2 separate regions of the Callithrix jacchus genome follow, and region 1 is linked to region 2. The links are chromatin contacts, called in public Hi-C maps. All regions are on one chromosome and are shown on one strand. The core of a region is the stretch at or near the end of the contact, and the rest is flanking DNA. Distances in the headings are between cores, read along the strand shown.

Region 1 (4,381 bases), core at 315-2,814, 93 kb before region 2:
TGGGCAACATGGCAAGGTTGTTTCTCTATAAAAGAATACAAAAATTAGTGGACACCTGGTAGCCTGTACCAGCTATTTGGGAGGCTGAAGTGTGAGGATCATTTGGGCCACTGCACTACAGACTGGGCAACAGAGTGAGACCCTGTCTTTAAAAAAAAAAGAAAGTGTCCCTCGTGGCTTTGGTTGCACCAGAATGCTTGGTTTTTAATTCTTGAGGTTATTAGGAGATTTAACTCTGAAATCATCTCGCAACCTTGAACCAAAAGGTGACAGCTATTCCACTTTGATAGATGACAACGGAAGGATCCTTTGGTTCAATGGACAGCTTATAAATATAAAACAGTTGCTGGAAAATTATATTAGAGATGAACTATCTCCTCCATTACAATGTTTGCTTTTCTGTAATGCAATTTAGTTCCAGCAGAAAGGCTTGGGAGAGGCCACAAGCAATGCTTCAGGAGTTACTGGAAGCAAGATATGGGGAATGAGAGAAGAGATCCATCGATGTGGAGCAGGGGCCAGCCGAGGCCTTGTGCCCAGGAGGCTTGCGCTGAGGACCCTTGCTTTGCCCAAGGGAAATTGAATTCAGAGCTCCTTCTGCATCATAAATTCAGGGCAGCTGGCAGCTCTCCAAGGGATACTGGCGCTAAACTCCAAGGGCATCTGCCGCCAGATTGGCCAACCCCTACAATGCCCTTTGAGGGCTGAGCCCCAGGTGTGTTGGATTGGGATGCCGATCCAGCCTCACGACAGCATTCATTTAGAAGCTCTGCATTTTGTTAATTTAAAAATGCACTCACCGTCAGGGAAGGAGAGCCTCTATTATATATGAGACAGCTGAAAGGCTGGAATTATTCTGACATGCCTATCTTAGGAAGGAGAAGGCCTGACCTTTTTCTTCCTTTTTTTTTTTTTTTTTTTTTTTTTTTTTTTTTTTGAGACAGTCTCACTCTATCACCCAGGCTGGAGTGCAGTGGTGCAATAACTCACTGCAGCCTCGACCTGCTGGGCTCAAGTGACCTGACCTCCCACCTCAGCCTCCCCAGTAGCTGGAACTACAGTCACGCGCCACCATGCACGGGTAATTAAATATGTTTTTTGTAGAGACAGGGTCTCCCTATGTTACAGGAGCTGGTCTCGAACTTCTGGTCTCCAGCAATCCTTCCATTTCAACCTCTCAAAGTACTGGAATACAGGTGTGAGCCACCGAGCCTGGCCAGGTCTGACTTCTGAATGCGTTCGTTTTTTGATCTTTTACCCCGAGTGCAAGTGCAAGTTACACTCCTGACCACTGGGTTTTGCAAAATGTGGTTTCCAGTGTCCGAGGCCCCACGCCCGTCCGCAGGCTACTGAAAGGCTGAGGGCTAGGAAGCTTCGCTCCGCGCGCTTCAGGTCCGCCGGCGCCCTAGGGGCCGGGTCTACAGCAGCAGAAGCCGCCGGGCCGGGCCGGTTCCCGAGGGCGGGGCCGTGCGGCCTCACGCCCCGCCCACCCCCGGGGGGGGGGCGCCCTGGGTCGGTCACGTGACGGCACGCCGACCAGCGAGGCCCCGCCCCGCGGGAGGAGGCCCCGCTGCGACCCGGGCTGCGCGCTGAGGAGCCGCCCGGTCGCCCGCACGCTACCTCTGGCTGCGTCCCCCGCCCGCGGCCCCTCTGCCGTCCGCCCGGGGCTTGCCGGCTGCGGGAGTGGCCTCAAGATGGATGAAGACGGCGGCGGCGAGGGCGGTGAGTGTCGGAGGTGTGGCGGGCTGGCCGGCGGCCTGGGGCCGGGGGCTGGGGGTCGCGGGCGCGGCGCCGGCCCGGCGTCCGCCTGAGGAGACTGGGACTGGGGCGGCGGCGGCGCCTGCTGGAGGCCTGAGGCGCGCCGGGCCGGGGCCGAGACGGGGACTTCGGGGGCCCGAGGGAAGCGGCTGGCCGGGGTCGCCGTCCAGCGCTGGCGAGGGTCCCGGTACCAGGCCGGGGCCACCGCGGGCCGGGGTCGCCCCAGAGTCTCGGGCGGAGGTTCGGGGGTCGCTCCTATGGGGCGGGGGACCTTGTGGGGCGACCTTCCCCGCATCTTGTCGCCAAGGGCGTCCACGCCCTCCGGAGCCAGGCGTTTCGGACGCCCCCTTTGAGCTCAGGTGGGCGGAAGCGGCTGAGCCGGTGGGGAACCGGGAGGGGAAAGTTTGGCATGGGGGGCTCCTCTGGGGTACAGGAGGGGAGGGCAGGGGGAGCGGTTGGAAAGCGTGACAGGCTGCTTGGCTTGGGTCAGAAACGGTCGCCGGATTTGCTCGAACGGGGAGGGGTCTAGCTGGAGTCCAGGTGGGGGTAGGCGTTTTAGGAAACGGCAGACGCGACAGAGTGAGCAAAAAAACTCGATGGAGCGGAGGGTGGGGGTCAGGAGCTGCACCCAGCACCGAGGCGAGACCGGAGAGCCAGATGTGCTCCCAAGTGGGTCGGGTCGGTGCCCGACGTGCCCCAGGTGGTCTGTGCCTGACATTCGGTTTCCTCTTACTGGAGGAATCGTGTTTGTTGGAAATTATTTCGTGGAATACAAATGACTGTTGGGTCATGCTGCGAATTAGATTTTAAAAACAGAAGAACGTGCCTGTCTGTATGGAGTGGCTGTTCGCTTTGGAAAGCAAAGGGTTAATGCCTATGTTTTTACAGGAACAGACGAAGTTGAGGTTCTCTAGACTTTTTTCATTTTTGGCTTTTTTTGAGCTAAAGATCTCCTTTGAGCTGACAGAAATCAGAATCATCAGAACCTCATGTAATAAGGGAGCAGTTTAGAGAAATCTTAATTACAGGCTGCCGCAGCAGCTGCCTGTAAGAATCAGCAGTATTGAATGCTTCAGGATGAAGTGGTTCATCATCAAGGTGCCTTCTAGAATTCAAGTGCTGCTTAGAGGGAGATTCTTTTTGCTGAAAGACGCGATGCAGCCAGGATGGTGGGAAGTTGGCACCCGTCATGGCATTTGGCGAGTTCAGTTCTCATAGTTGAAGCTAGGGGTAGCACTGTGGCATCGAGTGGGTGTGTTTATGAAAAGGGAGCGTTGCGGAACGAAGGAGCCCAGTTGCAAACCCTCCTACAGTCAGGTTGTCCGTCTGGAGCCACGAGATCCTAAGGAATGGATTCCCGGTGGAGGTCGTGTTTCCTGCCTGTCATAATTTGGGCAGAGCAGTTTTCTCTTGTTAGAAAAGAAGGACAAACAACTGTAATATGCAGACGTTTGGCATTAGAGTCAGGGCAGCTCGCTGGCTTGGCAGTTTGTTTTGTACTTTGGGCTCTGAGAAAAGAAATGTAGACTTGAAGATAAAAGCAGGGATAAAGAGGAAAAAAAGGAAGCTTTAGTGTGCTCCAGCAATTTGCAGATCTTGAATAGTATAACAAAGGATGATATTAAGTATCAAAAGTCTTAAAACTGTCCTTGGGCTGTTATTATTATCACAGGGAAGCAACCTTAAAATAAAAAAAAACCTCATGTATAAAGATGGTGTATTATGCTGTTTGTAATAGCAAAACATTGAAAACAGCAATACCAACCGTAGGGGCATGGTGAAGTAAATTATGGAAAGTTTATTCAAGTATTTTACAACCATTAAAATAAGCGGTTTTATACATCATGGGTTAAACAATGTAAAAACTGGTGACATTATGGATTATTTTATTTTTTTCAAGTTTTCCAAGTTTCTGGAATAAGCATGTATTTCAAATTTGAAAAAACTTATAAAAGACATCAATGTTTTAAGTGTATTATTTAATTCACCTCACCAGAACATTCAACAATGAAGATTTATTTATTGATTGCCCAGTAAAATGCCAGCCAGCATGTTAGGTGCTGGAAAATAACTTTTAACTTTTATCGATTTAGTTTATAAATAGCTTTCTCCCTTGCTTTGTGACAGACACTTAAAAATATTTTTGGTAGACTGGGTGCGGTGGCTCACTCCTGTAATCCCAGTACTTTGTGAGGTCGAAGAGGGCAGATCACCTGAGGTTGGGAGTTTGAGACCAGTGTGACCTACATGGTGAACCCCGTCTTTACTAAAAATACAAAATTAGCTGGGCGTGGTGGCGTATGCCTGCAATTCCAGCTATTCAGGAGGCTGAGGCAGAAGAATTGCTTAAACTGGGGAAGCAGAGGTTGTGGCAAGCCAAAATCGTGCCAACGGTTGAGTTTTGAGCGAAACTCCGTCTCAAAAAGAAAAAAAAGAAAAAATACACACACACACACACACACACACACACACACACACCGTATATATTTAGCAGTCTTAGGATAAGTATTTATTTTATTTTATTTTGAGACAGTCTTGTTTTGTCTCCAGGCTGGAGTGCAGTGGCGTGATCTCCGCTCACTGCAACCTCCGCCTCCCGGTTCAAGCAATTCTCCTGCCTCAG
Region 2 (4,236 bases), core at 1,262-3,761:
TGAATTTGGAAATGATTTGGTATTTTGGGTAAAAGCTTTTCTTTAAGGAATTGGAACTGTGGAGTCAGATTGATCAGCAGATTTAATAAGCATTAGAAGCATCTCAGGATTCTTTATGAAAGTGGATATTCTTAAAACTGGACCTTATGTTTTAAGGGAACCCAAGTGGTGCAGCACAGGGCAGCACACTAATTTCATGAAATACATACAAATAAATACTTATTTTTTAAAGGGATGCCACTGAGGCCAGGTGTGGTGGCTCATGCCTATAATCCCAGCACTTCGGGAGGCCAAGGCAGGTGGATCATTTGAGGTCAGGAGTTCAAGACCAGCCTGGCCAACATGGGGAAACCCTGTCTCTACTGAAAATACAAAATTAGCCAGGCGTGTTGGTGGGTGTCCGTAATCCCAGCTACTCAGGAGGCTGAGGTATGAGAATTGCTTGAACCCGGGAGGCCGAGTTTGCAATGAGCCAAGATCTCGTTACTGCACTCCAGTCTGAGTGACAAGAGTGAGACTGTCTCAAAAAAAATAAAGCGATGCTACCACTGTGCATGAGTTTTTAGCTTCACGAGCATAAAGTTATCTTCATGCCTATGAAGTCCTCCCTGTCAGGCTCTTGCCTGTCTTCCTGTTTTATATATATCGTATGTCAGATTTATAATAAGGGCCCACGTTGAGAACTCACTGTCAGGAACCATCATGAGGAAGCACTTTAGTTAATACACTTAAGTTCCTACAGTAACCTTATGAGCTAGGGAGGGTCCATTTTAAATCCTCTTTCACAGTTGGGGAAAATGAGGCACAGAACAGCCAAGGAACTCGCCACTGTCCTAAGCAGGAAACCTGACTCCAAGGCAGTCTGTGACTGCTACTATCTGCTGCACTGGGTAGAAGCTCCTGGGGTTGGTTTCTATGTAGCCCTAATCAGTCATTCCTGTGGCATTGGCTTGCCACGGCCAGGGAGGTCTGTGTTTAACCCATTATGCCTGAGGTTGCAATTTTTTGAATTTTTGCAATCAGACCTTGGTGATGACCTTGGGCAGTAGGATATAAACAACCCCCACATGCTTAGCATTCCAATAATGGAACATTTGGCATAACCTGCTTTGCCTGGGCTGTGGCAGACTGCTCACCAGGCTTCATTTTTTTGTTCCTCTTCACCTAAAAGATTTTAAAACTATTGATTACTGATTGTACTTATTTATAATTATGCTGCTTGATAAAAGCAGATGGTACATTGAGTCTGCATGTGGCCTTTTGCTGGGAAAAATTATCAAAGTCCCTTGGTTTTGTAGAGTTGGATATAGCACTTTTCTTAGTCTGCTTGAGCTTGCCTAACACAGTACCCCAAATGGGGTGCTTAAACAATGGAAATGTATTTTCTTACAGTTCTGGAGACTGGAAGTTTGAGATGAGAGTGCCAGCATGGTTGGCTTCAGGTGAGGGCTCTCTTCCTGGCCTGCTAACAGCCACGTTCTTGTTGTGTCCTCACATGTTGGGGAGTAGAGAAAGCTTGCTAACTCTAGAGTGGTGTTCTTATAAGGGCACAAATCCCATCAGACCAGGACCCCTGCCAAGACCTCACCTCATGTAACCCTAATTACTTCCTTTTTTTTTTTTTTTTTTTTTTTTTGGAGACAGAGTCTCGCACTGTCTCCCAGGCTGGAGTGCAGTGGCACAATCTCGGCTCACTGCAACCTCTGACTCCAAGATTCAAGTGATTCTCCTGCCTCAGCCTCCCGAGTAGCTGGGATTATAGGCACCCACCACCACACCTGGCTATTTTTTTTGTATTTTTAGTAGCGATGGGGTTTCACTTTGTTGACCAGGCTTGATTTTCAACTCCTGACGTCGTGATCTGCCTGCCTTGGCCTCCCAAAGTGGTGGGATTACAGAGGTGAGCCACTGTACCTGGTCACCCTGATTACTTCCAAAAGACCCCATCCCCAGATAACATCACAATGGCAGTTTGGGTTTCAACATACGGATTGTGGGGGGACACAGACATTCTTTTCTTGGCTGCAGTGGATGATCTCACATCCTTCAGACAAAACTTAAAATTATATCTACCTCCCCATACCCCTACTAAACATGTAACATTGTGAAACAAGGCATTGTCAGAGTAAATAAATTCCTTCAGGCTAAGATGATGTTTTCTAAGTCTCAGAGTGATAACACTTTAAACAAGGAGCTTTGGTTTCTTTCAGGTGCATCATTTCTAGAAGTAGCACTTGAGTTTATAAATGAGTAAAATGGAAGGTTTGATTCGATCAAGGAAGCTGAAAATGCTCTGCAGACTCTTTTTTATTGCTGATTTCCTAGAAATGCCTTAAATAAAATATATAAATCTATATGACAAGCAGGGGTTCACTCAGTGGACTAGAAATTGAGGAATCCCTGAAGGAAGATAAATGGGATCAATTGAAGAAGGAAGCAGTGCCCACAGCACACACAAGAAAGAACTGCCATGGGTGGTGAGAGCAACATCAGGGTTCCCTGAGCACAAAGGAGGTACGTTCAGGGAATAGGACTGTAGGAGGGACTGAGACTGGTCACCCTTTCGTGATCTTGTGCCTAGCAGCGATTGTGTCTCCAGCTGGGAATAGCAAGAGGGAGCCCTTAGTCCGTCAAAACAGGCAGCGTTCTTGGTGAGTGGCAGGACCAAGAAGGAGAAATATCAACTTCCAGAGACTAGCCATCCGCTGCCAGACCTGCTCCTCTGCCAGATCACTGGAGGTTGCTGCAGTGAAAACCAGAAGCAGGCAGCATTCTGTTAGACAAACAGGGACCCTTAAATACAAAGACAAACACCTACCAAGCATCACCAAATGTTTGAGGAAACCTATACCATGAAAGAGACATGAAACTGGACAAACAGAACTAAGGCTGGAGGAAACAGATCTAATAGAAACAACAGAGGCATGGAGGGTGGCTCATGCCTGTAATCCTGACGCCTTGCAGGGAGGATTGCTTGAGCTCAGGAGTTCAAAACCAGCCTGGGCAACATAGTGAGGTCCCCAGTTTTTAAAAAATTCAGCCAGGCATGGTTGTATGTACCTGTAGTCCCAGCTACTTGATAAGCTAAGGTGGGAGGATCACTTGAGCCCAGGAGTTTGAGGCTATAATGAACTATGATTGCACCACTACATTCCAGCCTGAGTGACAGTAAGACTTTGTCTCTTACAAAAAAAAAAAAAAGCCTTTTTCAAGCTGGATGTGGTGAAATGTGCCTGTAGTCCAGCTACTGGAAGGCTGAGGCAGGAGGATTGCTTGAGCCCAGGAGTTTGAGGCTGCAGTGAGCTGTGATTACACCACTGCACTCTAGCCTGGTGAACAGAACGAGACCTTGTCTCTTAAAAAAGAAGAAGCAGGCCAGTGGCTCATGCCTGTACTTAGCACTTTCGGAGGTTGAGGTGGGTGGATCGCCTGAGGTCAGTAGTTTGAGACTAGCCTGGCTAACAGGGTGAAACCCCATTTCTACTAAAAAATACTAAAAAACTAGCATGTTGTGGTTGTGGGTGCCTGTAATCCCAGCTACTCAGGAGGCTAAGGCGGGATAATTGCTTGAACCCAGGAGGTGGAGGTTGTAGTGAGCCAAGATTGCACCATTGTATTCTTAGCATTGAACGATAAGAGTGAGACTCTATCTCAAAAAACAAAACAAAAGCAAAAAAGAAATAATAAAGGAAACTTTTTAAAGTAGGATATTTGTGTACATTATAAATATCATCAAAGAGATACGATAGGACATTTCTTATCCATAATACAAAAATTAGGGGTTGTGAAAAAGAACCTTGGAAATGAAAAGTAGGTCTATCACGTAATCTCTTGAGCACATGGAGAAGATGTGGCTGAAGAGTGGATGTGTGCTAAAAGAGAGTTTAAGAATTCTTTATCCAGATTTGCGCAGAACTACAAGAAAACATACAAGATGGGTCCAGCAGCCCAAATTTCATCTAATAGAAGTCTCAGAAGGAGAGAATGAAAAATGGAGGAGAGGAAATATCTCAAAGAAATCTTGGAATATTTTAGAACTAAGAAAAATCTTTAGATTCAAAGGCCCCACCACATGCCAAGCTGGATAAAAATTTAAAAGGCTTCTACACATAGATGTTTCAAATAAAATATTGTAAAACTCATGGATAGAGAAATTCATTAAATTTCCAGTAAGGAAAGATCAGCTTACCTAAGAAGAAATGAGCATAGCGAGCTTATCAGGGAACACTGGATCAA

The links. Hi-C and Micro-C count contacts between places; a contact is called where the count stands out from the background.
Region 1: a Hi-C map of skeletal muscle shows a contact between it and region 2, with 2.7 times the contacts expected there. The contact joins the promoter of CYTH3 here to the enhancer-like site in region 2. A contact is called at or near these places in 2 of 3 Hi-C or Micro-C datasets (induced pluripotent stem cells and skeletal muscle).

Annotation. Positions count from the first base shown.
Region 1 is chr2:15,993,740-15,998,120 of calJac240_pri, reverse strand. CYTH3 (cytohesin 3) reads left to right here and starts at 1,564. Exons shown (of 15, transcript XM_078357624.1): 1 at 1,564-1,722.
Region 2 is chr2:15,902,001-15,906,236 of calJac240_pri, reverse strand. CYTH3 (cytohesin 3) reads left to right here. Exons shown (of 15, transcript XM_078357624.1): 6 at 1,393-1,442. Among named protein-coding and RNA genes, the nearest start is that of CYTH3, 92 kb to the left of the region's middle. Within about 2 kb of position 2,511, at least 1 of the 16 cell types and tissues checked has an H3K27ac peak or open chromatin away from gene starts, as enhancers often do. A contact at or near this core is called in skeletal muscle, where this site is marked.